3 separate regions of the Macaca mulatta genome follow, and all the other regions are linked to region 3. A link is a contact called in public Hi-C data. All regions are on one chromosome and are shown on one strand. The core of a region is the stretch at or near the end of the contact, and the rest is flanking DNA. Distances in the headings are between cores, read along the strand shown. Region 1 holds the start of TANGO2 (transport and golgi organization 2 homolog). Region 2 holds the start of TRMT2A (tRNA methyltransferase 2 homolog A). Region 3 holds the start of DGCR8 (DGCR8 microprocessor complex subunit).

The links. Hi-C and Micro-C count contacts between places; a contact is called where the count stands out from the background.
Region 1: a contact with region 3 is called in a Hi-C map of fetal cortex germinal zone, with 2.2 times the contacts expected there. The contact joins the promoter of TANGO2 here to the promoter of DGCR8 in region 3. A contact is called at or near these places in 3 of 14 Hi-C or Micro-C datasets (cortical neurons, fetal cortex germinal zone and liver).
Region 2: a Hi-C map of fetal cortex germinal zone shows a contact between it and region 3, with 2.7 times the contacts expected there. The contact joins the promoter of TRMT2A here to the promoter of DGCR8 in region 3. A contact is called at or near these places in 5 of 14 Hi-C or Micro-C datasets (cortical neurons, fetal cortex germinal zone, fetal cortical plate and 2 more).

Annotation. Positions count from the first base shown.
Region 1 is chr10:32,663,654-32,667,218 of T2T-MMU8v2.0, forward strand. TANGO2 (transport and golgi organization 2 homolog) reads right to left here and starts at 2,036. Exons shown (of 9, transcript XM_015149734.3): 1 at 1,945-2,036.
Region 2 is chr10:32,565,277-32,569,007 of T2T-MMU8v2.0, forward strand. It overlaps TRMT2A (tRNA methyltransferase 2 homolog A), which reads left to right and starts at 1,424. Exons shown (of 13, transcript XM_077950841.1): 1 at 1,424-1,551; 2 at 1,657-1,746; 3 at 2,021-2,595; 4 at 2,853-2,961; 5 at 3,179-3,360; 6 at 3,547-3,661. The coding sequence starts at 1,723. It overlaps RANBP1 (RAN binding protein 1), which reads right to left and starts at 1,139. Exons shown (of 6, transcript NM_001260864.2): 1 at 991-1,139. The coding sequence starts at 1,005.
Region 3 is chr10:32,602,334-32,606,425 of T2T-MMU8v2.0, forward strand. It overlaps DGCR8 (DGCR8 microprocessor complex subunit), which reads right to left and starts at 2,653. Exons shown (of 14, transcript NM_001194750.1): 1 at 2,535-2,653.

The DNA of each region.
Region 1 (3,565 bases), core at 786-3,285, 61 kb after region 3:
GAAAAAGGGGAAAAAGCTGCAGTGATAACCTCAAAAGGCAGCTCAGTCCTTCTCGGGTGACCTTGTTTTCACAGAGCCCATCCTTATGGTAGGGATAGGCTTGTTTTCAAGATAGCCCAAACCCTATGGTAGGGGCCAACAAAGGCCAGGCTCTGCCATGCTGCTGCCATGTGCTGACTGACATATCACCAAAGGATGGGCCCTGCTTCTCATGCATCTGGAGTGTCAATGACAAGCATGGCCCTACTTCGAGAAGTCTTCCCAGCCTCCCTGTCCTGGGCTGTTTCTCTCCAGACCCCTTCTGGGGTCCCTGAGAAGTCCCTCATATATCTGTGGGTGTTTTCAGAAGCAGCACGCTTAGGTGGGCACCAGGGTGCCCTCCAAGTTCACCATCTGGTGCAGAAGCCAGGCACAGGATCAAGTTCCCAAGACACTACGTGTGATTACACACACTGCAAAACGTAATCAGAATGACAGCCCACAAGTGAAGACCAAGGAAGCACAAAGGGCTGGCAGCCCAGGCAGAGCTGACAGCTGGTCATCTCAGCTCAGGGAAGGGCTATGGCCACCACACATCACAGCAGGCAGGCGCTTGGTCTGAGGGGCCTGCAGTCTGGGGACATGCAAGTAACACAAAGCTGTGTAGGGGCCCAAGAGGGTGGGGGCACCAGGGCACCCCACCCTGGACCACCAGAGCAGTAGGATCCTGCGGGAACAGAGGCTCTGCTGTGTCCATCTAACAACATGGTCACCCTCTCCAGCTGCCCCCAACCCACCCAACAGGACACAGATGCAGGAAAACTCCTAGGAGAGTGGCCCAGGAGTAGTAGAGGCACTGGGAGCGGGCCCTGGATCTGAATGACCTTGGGAACACCATCTGTCCCCTTAGCCTGAGTTTTCCTTGTGGGAGCAGGACTGGATCAAAGAATGCTTGCCCCAAAAGGCTGCCCAAAGGCAAATGAGCTAGCGTGAGAAAGCCTTCCAAAGAGCTACTCAGCTACCCCTTACAGCTGCTGTCACATCTGCCTCATGGAAGAGGGCTCTGCCCCCAGAGTGGCAGCAAAACAGTGGTTAGTAGGTCTGGAGCCACACAATAGGCCTGGCCAGTGCAGACAGCCCTGGCCAGGACAGGGCATGTGACATTCCTGAAGAGGAAGGGGGCCTGAGGCCCAGGGACTTGTCCAAGGGCAGAAGGTTCACTCTAAAGCTTGTGGCCCAGCAGGAAGCCAAGGGAGCACAGAAGAGGTGCTGGGGGCAGGGAAGGTGGGGGGTCTCAGCAAACAGCCCTCTCTGTGCCCACTTCCCTAGAGGAAAACGGGCAAAGCCCAGGCTGCGGTGGGGCAAGGACTGCCCTGAGTGCAGCCCTGCCAGCCCCTACCTCTGATGCCCTGGAGGTGGGGGTGGGGGATGTAACTACCCAAACCTCCCCAGGAAGGCCGCATTCAGGCGCAGGGATGACCCAGCACTTACTAACTACTCACACCCACATTAGCTGTCACCCTGCTGGCCCGCAGCAGGCCGCAGGTAGGGGACAGAGTGACTGGGCTCCAGAGCTGTCCCTGATGCTGCCAAGGCCGCGCAGCCCACCCACCCTGCAGGGACCACGCAGCTCCCGGCCCTGTCAGTCTCAGCCTCCCCGCAGCGAGTCTGGTTCCCACCTGCCAGTGTCCCTCGCATCCCGTGTCAGCGGGTAGTATCAAAAACGCCTTCCAGTAAGGCGCGGGGCATTTTCGTCGGCCGGATCGACGTGGTAGCCCCTGACCCAGCCGCCTGATTCTATACCATACCTCAGAAAGGGGAAACTGAGGCAGGGCAAGGCGGTGCGGCCAGCCCACCCACCTTCAAGCAGCCTAGCCCGGTCCGCGCACCCAGAGCCCGGTGCCCCCGAGCCCAGGCCGGCCAGGCAACCAGAGGAGTCGGCCAGCCCCGGAGCCGCGCACTCACCGCCTCCGCCGCCGCCGCCGACTTCCGGGTGCCGCGCCCGCGCGCCACCGCAGCCAGCCCAGTCCCCGCCCGGCCCGAAGCCGGCGCCTTCACCATTGGGCCGCGCAGCGAGGGGCGGGGCGGCGCGCCGCATGCCGGAGTCCCGTTGGCTGCGCGCGCTGTCGCTCGGAGGCTGCAGTCTCCTGGCGCCCCGCCCCCGAGGCTGCGCCATGGCTTGGGGCTGCGCAGGCGTCTGAGCGCTTCCCGATCCCGCGGCCTTCGGGTACTCCGCGACTCCCTGCCTGCGGGGACGCCCTGGAAGGTTGCAGCCGCTCCTCAGCTCATGCCCTCATGGACACCATCTGTCACCTGCCTACCCTGCAGCCTCTCTCGAAAGAGCTACAGGAATGCTCACTTCCAGAACGGCCCCCTCAGACTGCGACTTGGTCTTCCCATCCTGTCCACTCAACCCCGCCTCTAGACCTGGCCATCCTCCTCCTGGCCATCCTTTCCTTCACTTTATGGCCTCCAGGTCGGCTCTTTCCTCCTTGATGTCCCTGCCATTCCCAGTATGGACCCCAGACCCTGGACTAGGCATTTGAGTACTATACCTTGCACACCCATCCCCTCCCCTACTTTCACCCCTACACTGTAGCCTCTGAGCTCACATCCAGGTCCAGGCCCCAGTGACGAGGGGCTGGCCCAGCTTGACTTGTGCAAGGCGAGCAGGTGGACACTGACTGGGGCCCTCCCAACAGGACAGAGGCATGAGCTGGGACCCCTGCTCCAGTGGCCTCTGGGCTGTGCCTGGGCCTATGTGGCAGAAAGGTGGAGAGTCAAAGCCCAGAGGCCCATGCCCTGCCTCAAAGAGTGAGCACTCAAAAAACTATGACATGGATGACAAGGACATTAGGGATAATGATAATGTGTAAAGCACTTTAAACCCAATGTCTGGGTCAGCAGTTCTTTCACCCCACTTTATAGATGTAAACATGTAAACACTGAGACTTGGAGGAGTTATGTCATTCAGTTGAAGTCAAAAAAGGTGGCAAGCACGAGAGGCTTCAACCTGCGTTGAAGACCTAGGTGCCCTGATGCCCTGCAGAAAACTGGGGCTCAGGGATGGGAAGAACCTGGCTGGTAATCAGCAAAGGCAAGAGTCTAACCTGGACCTACATGCAGGCCCGTTGTGCTCCACACTTTTGCTGTCTTATCTGTGTTTCTCCTGGAATCCAACAGAACCTTTTATAACAAGTAAACCAAGGACTCCAGATGTCCAGGGACTCATGGCCAGTGGGCCGCAGACCTAGCCAGACATAGTTGTCTCTCCCACCATCCAGCAGTGGGATCGTGTAGGGCTGGTACCAGTGATTTCCCTCTAAGCAGCCAAATCTATGCAATCTGTAGGGCCAAGAGGTGGTGATGGTGGACAAGTGGGATCTGAGGCTTGGGGGTGATGGACTCTGCCCTGGGGTTCATGGCAGCAGCTGCAGAGTGGGCTGCCCCAAAGCACCAGACCATGCACCTCAAAGCTGGACAAGAGTTGACCAAGGTTTCCCTTTGCGCACAAAGAGGGATGCAGTAACATGTCAGATGGTGGTTTGCATCCTGTTCTGTCATAGCTTGTGGCCTTGGGCCAACC
Region 2 (3,731 bases), core at 174-2,673, 38 kb before region 3:
TGCAGACGATACCTGCTGTGTGAAGATCAAAGGACACAATGATGGGTCGAAATAGATTTTGAAATGTTACTTTAAAGCAAAATGTAACTATTTCAGCTTTTACTAATTAGGAAATAGTTGTGCTCTTGCTTACTAGAATGAAAAAAGTCGCTACAGGACTGGTAGTATTTACATTGGATTCATAGCTCTGCCAGCAATTTTTTCACAGTTCAAGAAATTAAGTTAGTAACTAGATAAATTGTACCGGTGAAAGTCATGAAATCCTGACCCAATTTAGAGGATAAGAGAGCACCAATAATCATATTTTAGGTTCGAGTCTTCCAGAACACGTGCCTTGGTCACCCAGAAGTCCATAAGAGACCTAAGACTTCACCACTAGACTCAAACTGGAAAAGAAAACATAAGCTTTTCGCTGCTCTTCTGTGTTTCCCACAGCACTGCGGCTCTGCAGCGGCCCGCACTCAACCATACACCTCAGCCAACAAAGCCGCCGCCCGGGTCGGCGCGTCCAGGACCTGTGCCCCACGCTGGAACGCGAGCTTCTGCCACAGAGGCCAGAGCCGGTTCCACACGTGAGAACCGAATGAATGAAGTGCTGCGTGGGCGACGGAAGGAATAAATGCACCGTACTAGTGGGAAGCCCCAAGTGGGCCGAGCCGGAGGAAACCCGCCGCCCGCACCAGTTCCCGGAGGCTGGGGCCGCCCCGCGTGGCGACGGCCGCCCCCAACCCACCCCAAGGTCACGCGGGCGCCCTGCAGCCCCCAGGCCTCTGCAGAGCCTGCACCCCCAGAAGCCCCAACTCCGCAGGCCTCGAGCCCCCAAACCCCACGCGTCCCGACCCCGCGCCACCGAGGCCCAGCAGACGGCCGAACCTGCAGGCCGGCGGGGGTTGGTGGCTGCTGCGCGGGCCGCCCACGTGGCCGCTGATAACGGCCCCGGTCCCACCGGCCCCGCCCGCCCACCCTGTCCCCGCTTGGGCCAGGCCGCACCTTGGCGGCCGCCATGGGGGCGCGGCGGCGGCGGCGGCTCGGCTGGGTCGGTCGTCGCTGGCTCCGCGGCCTCTGGGCGGCTACTCGTAGCTCCTTCCCTCCGCGTCTGGCGCCGGCGCCTCCCGCCCGCCCGCTCTTCCCTCCGCCCCGCGACCCGAACCTCGACCCCTGACCCCAGCGGCGGGAAACGCGCCGCGATTCAAAACCAGTACAGCTTTATTGGCTCAGGCGGCGGACACTCTCATTGTCCGGCCCGCCCCGCGCTTCCCGCCAAAACGCCCGTGGCGCATGCCCGGCCCGCCCGTCAGCCAGAGGAGCGCGCATTCCCGGCGACCCCTGCGCGCACTTCCGTCCCGGCCACGCGCGCCCCAAGAGCTGGCTAAAGTGGTTGGAGCCGGCGCGTGGCTATGATGTTGCAGGAAGTCAGGATCATAGAGACGCTCGGCCTCCGCGGCACGCGCTGGCGGACTAAGAGTGGCTGGCGAAGCGTGCGGCCGGCGCGGGCCCCTGGCGGGCGGGCGGTGCAGCCCGAAGCCTGAGACCAGGACCTGAGCACCGCAGGTTCGAGTACCGCCCCATCTGGGTCGAAGCCGGGGCTGGCGGCGACCTCGCGGCGTTGCACTGGCTCTCTGAGCACTTCCCCTCTGAGCACTTCCCTTGTGACAGGCCCAGGACGAGGTGACCAGGCGGCCCCCGTGGCACCCCTGGTCTAGGCGGAGAACCGCCTGAACGATGAGTGAGAACCTCGACAACGAGGTAGAGTGCGGGGAGACGCTGGGTAGAGACGGGGATGGGGTGGGAGGAGGCGGGGTGGGGCAGGAAACCTGCCAGAGAATAGGTGGGGACGAGGAGGATGCGATGGGGGAGGAAAGGAGACGGGAATGGGGTCGGGAGGGTAGAATGGGGGAGGGGAGGGGCAGGGTTGAGTGCAGAGTGCACCGACGGAGGTTTGGGTGTGCCATAGGGGAACCTGGGGGGCCAGGCCCCAGGGTCTAGTCCTCACCGTAGCACCCCATCTGTCCCCACACAGGGCCCAAAGCCCATGGAGAGCTGTGGCCAGGAGAGCAGCAGTGCCCCGAGCTGCCCTACAGCCTCGGTGCTCCCTGCAGACCCGGCAGCCCTGGAGGAGGTGGAGAAAGAGGGCGCTGGAGCAGCTACAGGGCCGGGGCCTCAACCTGGGCTCTACAGCTACATCAGGGATGACTTGTTTACCTCTGAGATCTTCAAACTGGAGCTGCAGAACGTGCCTCGCCACGCCAGCTTCAGCGACGTCCGGCGCTTCCTGGGCCGCTTTGGCCTGCAGCCCCACAAAACCAAACTCTTTGGGCAACCACCCTGCGCCTTTGTGACATTCCGCAGCGCTGCAGAGAGGGACAAGGCCCTGCGAGTTTTGCATGGTGCCCTCTGGAAAGGCCGCCCACTCAGTGTGCGCCTGGCCCGACCCAAGGCCGACCCCATGGCCAGGAGGAGGCGACAGGAGGGTGAGAGTGAGCCACCAGCAACACGAGTGGCCGACGTGGTGACCCCTCTATGGACAGTGCCCTATGCTGAGCAGCTTGAGCGGAAGCAGCTGGAGTGCGAGCAGGTGCTGCAGAAACTCGCCAAGTGAGTGAGGGCGCAAGACACCCCTCCTGGCTGGGGCTCTGCCCGGCCCTGTGCTTCCTCAGCCTGCCTGTGCACCAGTCGGGAGGCCCAGCACAGGATCTGGCGGCCCCTTTGGGAGCTAGCGAGTGGGACACCCATGTTACAGGGGGCACAATGAGGTCCGAAAGGAGGGATTGGGAGCCTGGACATTGGGGAGTGGCCTAGCATGGGTGGGGGACAGTAGGTGGAGTCCAACCACAGATCTGCTCCTCTTACAGGGAAATCGGGAGCACCAACCGTGCCTTGCTGCCCTGGCTGCTCGAGCAGAGGCACAAGCACAACAAGGCCTGCTGCCCACTGGAGGGGGTCAGGCCATCACCCCAGCAGGTCAGGCTAGACTTCGGTGGCCACAAACCCCTATCCCGGGATTTGAAAACTTTGCTTTTGCTCACCCTTCCTGTTGATCTTTTTGTTTTCTCTGGTAACTTATCACATAGCTATCAGCTATTCCTCTTGTTTGACTGCCAGCCCCTGTGGGGAAATCAGGGTTTCCAGGCACAAGTGCTGGGCAACCAGGGTAAGGTGCAGCTGTCTCTCCCTGCAGACTGAGTATCGTAATAAGTGTGAGTTTCTGGTTGGCGTCGGGGTGGATGGGGAGGATAACACCGTGGGCTGTCGGCTCGGCAAGTACAAGGGCGGGACGTGTGCTGTGGCGGCCCCGTTTGACACCGTGCACATCCCCGAAGCCACCAAGCAGGTGGTGAAGGCCTTCCAGGAGTTCATCCGGTGAGGACCTGTGACGGGGCTCCTGGGAAGTCCTGTGTGGTGTGGGAGCAGAGGGTGGGGATCCCACCCAGGGAATTCTGGAGTGCCTGCCATTTCAGCCAGTTGAAGGAAGGTGTGGCCAGAGGAGAGAGCAGGGGAGCTGCTTCCCCAGTCCCGGGCACTCAGGCCAGCTCGTGATCCCCACAGGTCAACTCCATACTCGGCATACGACCCAGAAACATACACCGGCCACTGGAAGCAGCTGACTGTGCGCACCAGCCGCCGCCGTCAGGCCATGGCCATTGCCTACTTCCACCCCCAGGTCTCAACGGGGGCCCTGCTGGGGGAGGATGCCTGGCCTGGGTGGGCCTCGGCACAGCCTGATGGGACCT
Region 3 (4,092 bases), core at 1,403-3,902:
GAAGAAGGGGAAGCAGTTTTAGGAAGGAGGATCCAAGAAGGCCTCATGACCTGCGTCCACGTGAAGGCAGAGGAGTAAGCCAGGTGGGTAACAGGGCTGGGAGGAGGGGAAGTTCCAGGTGACACTAAGAGGAAAACCAGAGGGCCGGGGTCAGGAATGTGGTGTGGCCAGCTGGGGCAGTGTGCTGAGGGAATGTGAGTGGGCCAGGTCCATGAGGGCAGATGGATCAGGGCTGGTCCTCCGAGGCTGCTGCCAGGACTTTGGCTTTTAGTGAGAGAGATGGGCCACCGGAAAGGAAAGCCCACGCAGTGGCATCAGCTGATTCCAGGATAGCGGTGGCAACCAACCCTCAGCCAGGCCCTGTTCTAAGCACTTTTAAGCATTTTAACTCACCCAGTTCTCACATAGCACTATGAAAGAAAGGTTCACTCATGTGCTCAAGGTCGCACAGCTAGGAAGTGATGGAACTGCTTTACAAGCAGGCAAGCTGGCTTGCATCTACACCACCTCTGTTTTATACCATCTTATGGTTTAAAAGAATCACTCTGGGCCGGGTGCGGTGGCTCACGCCTGTAATCCCAGCACTTTGGGAGGCCGAGGCAGGTGGATCACAAGGTCAGGAGATCAAGACCATCCTGGCTAACATGTTGAACCCCATCTCTACTAAAAAAACAAAAAATTAGCCGGGCATGGTGGTGGGTGCCTATAGTCCCAGCTACTCAGGAGGCTGAGGCAGGAGAATGGCATGAACCCAGGAGGTGGAGATTGCAGTGAGCGGAGATTGCGCCACTGCACTCCAGCCTGGGCAACAAAGTGAGATTCCATCTCAAAAAAAAAAAAAAAAGGTCACTCTGTGTCCAGGCATAGTGGCTGACGCCTGTAATCCCAGGGCTTTGGGAGGCTGAGGCAGGCAGATCATTTGAGGTCAGGAGTTTGAGACCAGCCCGGCCAACATGGTGAAACCCCGTCTCTACTAAAAATACAAAAATCAGCTGGGCGCGGTGGTTGTGGAAGCCTGCAGTCCCAGCTACTTGGGAGGCTGAGGCAGGAGAATCACTTGAACCCGGGAGGCAGAAGTTGCGTGAGCTGAGATCGCACCACTGCACTCCAGTCTGGGCGACAGGGCAAGATTCTGTCTTAAAAAAAAAAAAAAAAAAAAAAAAGAAGAGGAAGAAGAATCACTCTGTGTCCAGAAAAACTATAGGTGGTGGATGGGGAGTGAGGACCAAAGGTGACAGTAAAGAGAATTAGAGGTTCACTAGGTAGGCTGGGCCAGGATGTTAACCTGGAGGTGGTGGAAAACGGTCTGTGCTTAGAAATAGAAGGTGAGTTGACAGGGCCTCCTGTCAACTGCATGAAGTTATAAGAAAAAGAGGAATCAAAGGGACTTTAGACAGGCCAAGGAATGTTTTGGCATGGGTGAAGATTTGAGTTTGGTTTGGATATGGCTATTTGGCACCAGAGTAACACATGGAGATATAGAAGAGGTGGCCAGAAACACCAGGCTGGAGCCTAGAAGGGAGGCCAGGGCTGGAGCTGTTAAGATGTCAAGGAAAGTTGGCATTAAAGCCAGGAGGCTGGATGACATCACAAAGGAGGGGGCTACAACAACAGAGTCTAAGACTGGGCAAGCCAGCCAGAAAGCACATTTCCTACCCCAAGGTCGTGGTGAGACTACAAAACAACCCCTGGGAAGTGCTCCACACAGTGCCTGGCCGCAAAGGGCTCAAAGGGGAGCTCTCCGCCCATAGGCCTCCCCACTGCTCCAGCTGACCAAACACCGGATGCAAACCCTGCCTTGCCAACAGGACCATCAGACAGGAATGGGCTCAAGGCAAGCTCCCCTGGACCCCTGGCACGGGGAGAAAACCCATACACTTGGACAGCACCCTTCTTCCTAGTCCACTTGCTGTGCTAGCTAACCGAGGCACTGGCCGCGACCGGCCAGCACCAGTGCCAGCGCCATGGATGCTGCTTTTTGGTCAAGTCTCTCCCGCTGCAGCCTCCCGCCCAACCCAGCGGCAGTATGACCTCATCCGTTCCTTTTGTCATCCTCCAACAGGCCTCACATCCCGCACTTAGAGGCAACACTGGGTACCCCGCGCTGGCCATTCACTCCCTTTTGTGAGTGAAGGCCTGCAGCAGGGTTTGGGCCACACCCACAGCCAGGAGTCTAGTCTGGCCAGGAAATAGTGGATCCTCGCCTGGTGGTTGGCCTCGAACAGTCGACAGCCATAGACGGGACTGCCGTACAGGAACAAGGTACATGCAAGCATGCAAAAAGGCAAATCAGACTCCTGCCACAAGAAAGCCAAGTCCATCGGTTGACACCAGACAGGCATCACTGTCAACAGGTTGCCACCTTCCATTTATTTCCGCCATGCTCATTGTTACAATAAAACCGTATCCCAATTATCTACGTGACACTCAACCAGTGAGCATTTGGTGGACAAAAAGACTTAGGCGACTTCTTGGATTTCCCAAACTGTGTTAACGCCAGCAGGGTCCCAGGCGAGCACTGTCCCTGCCCACACCTTTCCCGCCTGAAGGCGATGCTAGGGCTTCGGGCCCGCAGGGAGAGGAGCCTCTTTACCCCTGCGGACAGCGACCAGAGTCGGCAACGCCTGGGCCCGGGGCCAGCCCCCCCAGCCCCGGAGGGGTCCCCACCCCGCGCTCTCCACCGCCCGCGGCCATGTTGCCTCACAAAGGCCGGGCTCCGCGCCCCGGCCCCGCCCCACCCGCGGCCTCGGTCCCGGAGGGAGGCGGGAGGGAAGGGCGCGCCCTCGCGCAGGCCGCAGCGCCCGCCCGCCCGCCCGCGGGGCGCCCCTCGCGCCCCGCACCTACCTGAGGCGCCCGCGGGCTACCCGAGCCGCCCGCAGCCAGACCACAGCCGGGAAAGCCTCACCGACCGACCGCCGCAGCCATCTGGAAAGCCTGTCCAGACCCTCCGGTCGCCGGGACCAGCCTGCCGCGCCGGGCGAGCGGAGGGCGGACCTTCGCAGCGCGCGGCCAATCCCCGCACGCGGCCGCCCCGCATTGGGGGAGCCGCGGAGCGGGCTGCGGAGGCCGCCAATCGGTGGCGCGTAGCGCGCGCGTCCGCGGCGCGCGGCCCAATAGCGCGGCCGCGCGGGCGGGACCAGACCCCCAGGCCGCTGTCGCGCTAACAGTCGCTGCCCGGGCGGGGCTCGCCGGCCGGAGGGCGGCGGCCGCGAGGAGCGACGGGAACGGGAAATGCCGGGAATGCCGGGAGCGGGGGAGCGCGGGAAGCGCGGGGAGCGCCGGGAATGCCGGGAACAGGGAGCGCGGGGTAAGCCGGGAGCGGACGCGCAGACGGGCCACCTTCAGTGGAGACTGCAGAAGAGACCGTGCACACACAGGCGTTACACAACCCGGTTGAAAGCATCACTGTATCAGACGTCATCATTTACAAAGAACGCGTGTGCTCAACTGTCTGGAGCTTTTCCATTTTCTAATACTATAACAGGAGATCCCAAACAGGGAGGGTTAGGCCGGACGCGGTGGCTTGCGCCTGTAATCCCTAGAGCTTTGGGAGGTCGAGGCAGGAGGATTACTTGAGCCCAGGAGTTCGAGACCAGCCAGGCCAACATAGTGAGACCCCAGTATCTACATTTTTTTTTTTTGAGATGGAGTCTCGCTTTGTCACCCAGGCTGGGGTGCAACTTCTACCTCCCGGGTTCAAGTGGTTCTCCTGGCTCACCCATCCGAGTAACTGGGATTACAGGCGCCACCAGCACGCCCGGCTAATTTTTATGTTTTTGGTAGAGACGGGGTTTCACCATGTTGGCCAGGCTGGTATCAAACTCCTGGGCTCAATTGATCTGCCTGCCTCGGCCTCCGAAAGTGCTGGGATTACAGGCGTTAGGCACTGCGCTTGGCTCAAAAAATTTTTTTAATTAGCTGCTTGGTGGCGGGTGCCTGTGGTCCGAGCTGCTCGGGAGGCTGAGGTGGAAGGATCGCCTGAATCCAGGAGTTCCAGGCTGCAGTGCTCCGAGATGGCACCACTTTCACTCCAGCCTGGGCGATAGAGTGAGAGTCCGTCTCAAAAAAAAAAAAAAAAAAAAAAAGGAAAAG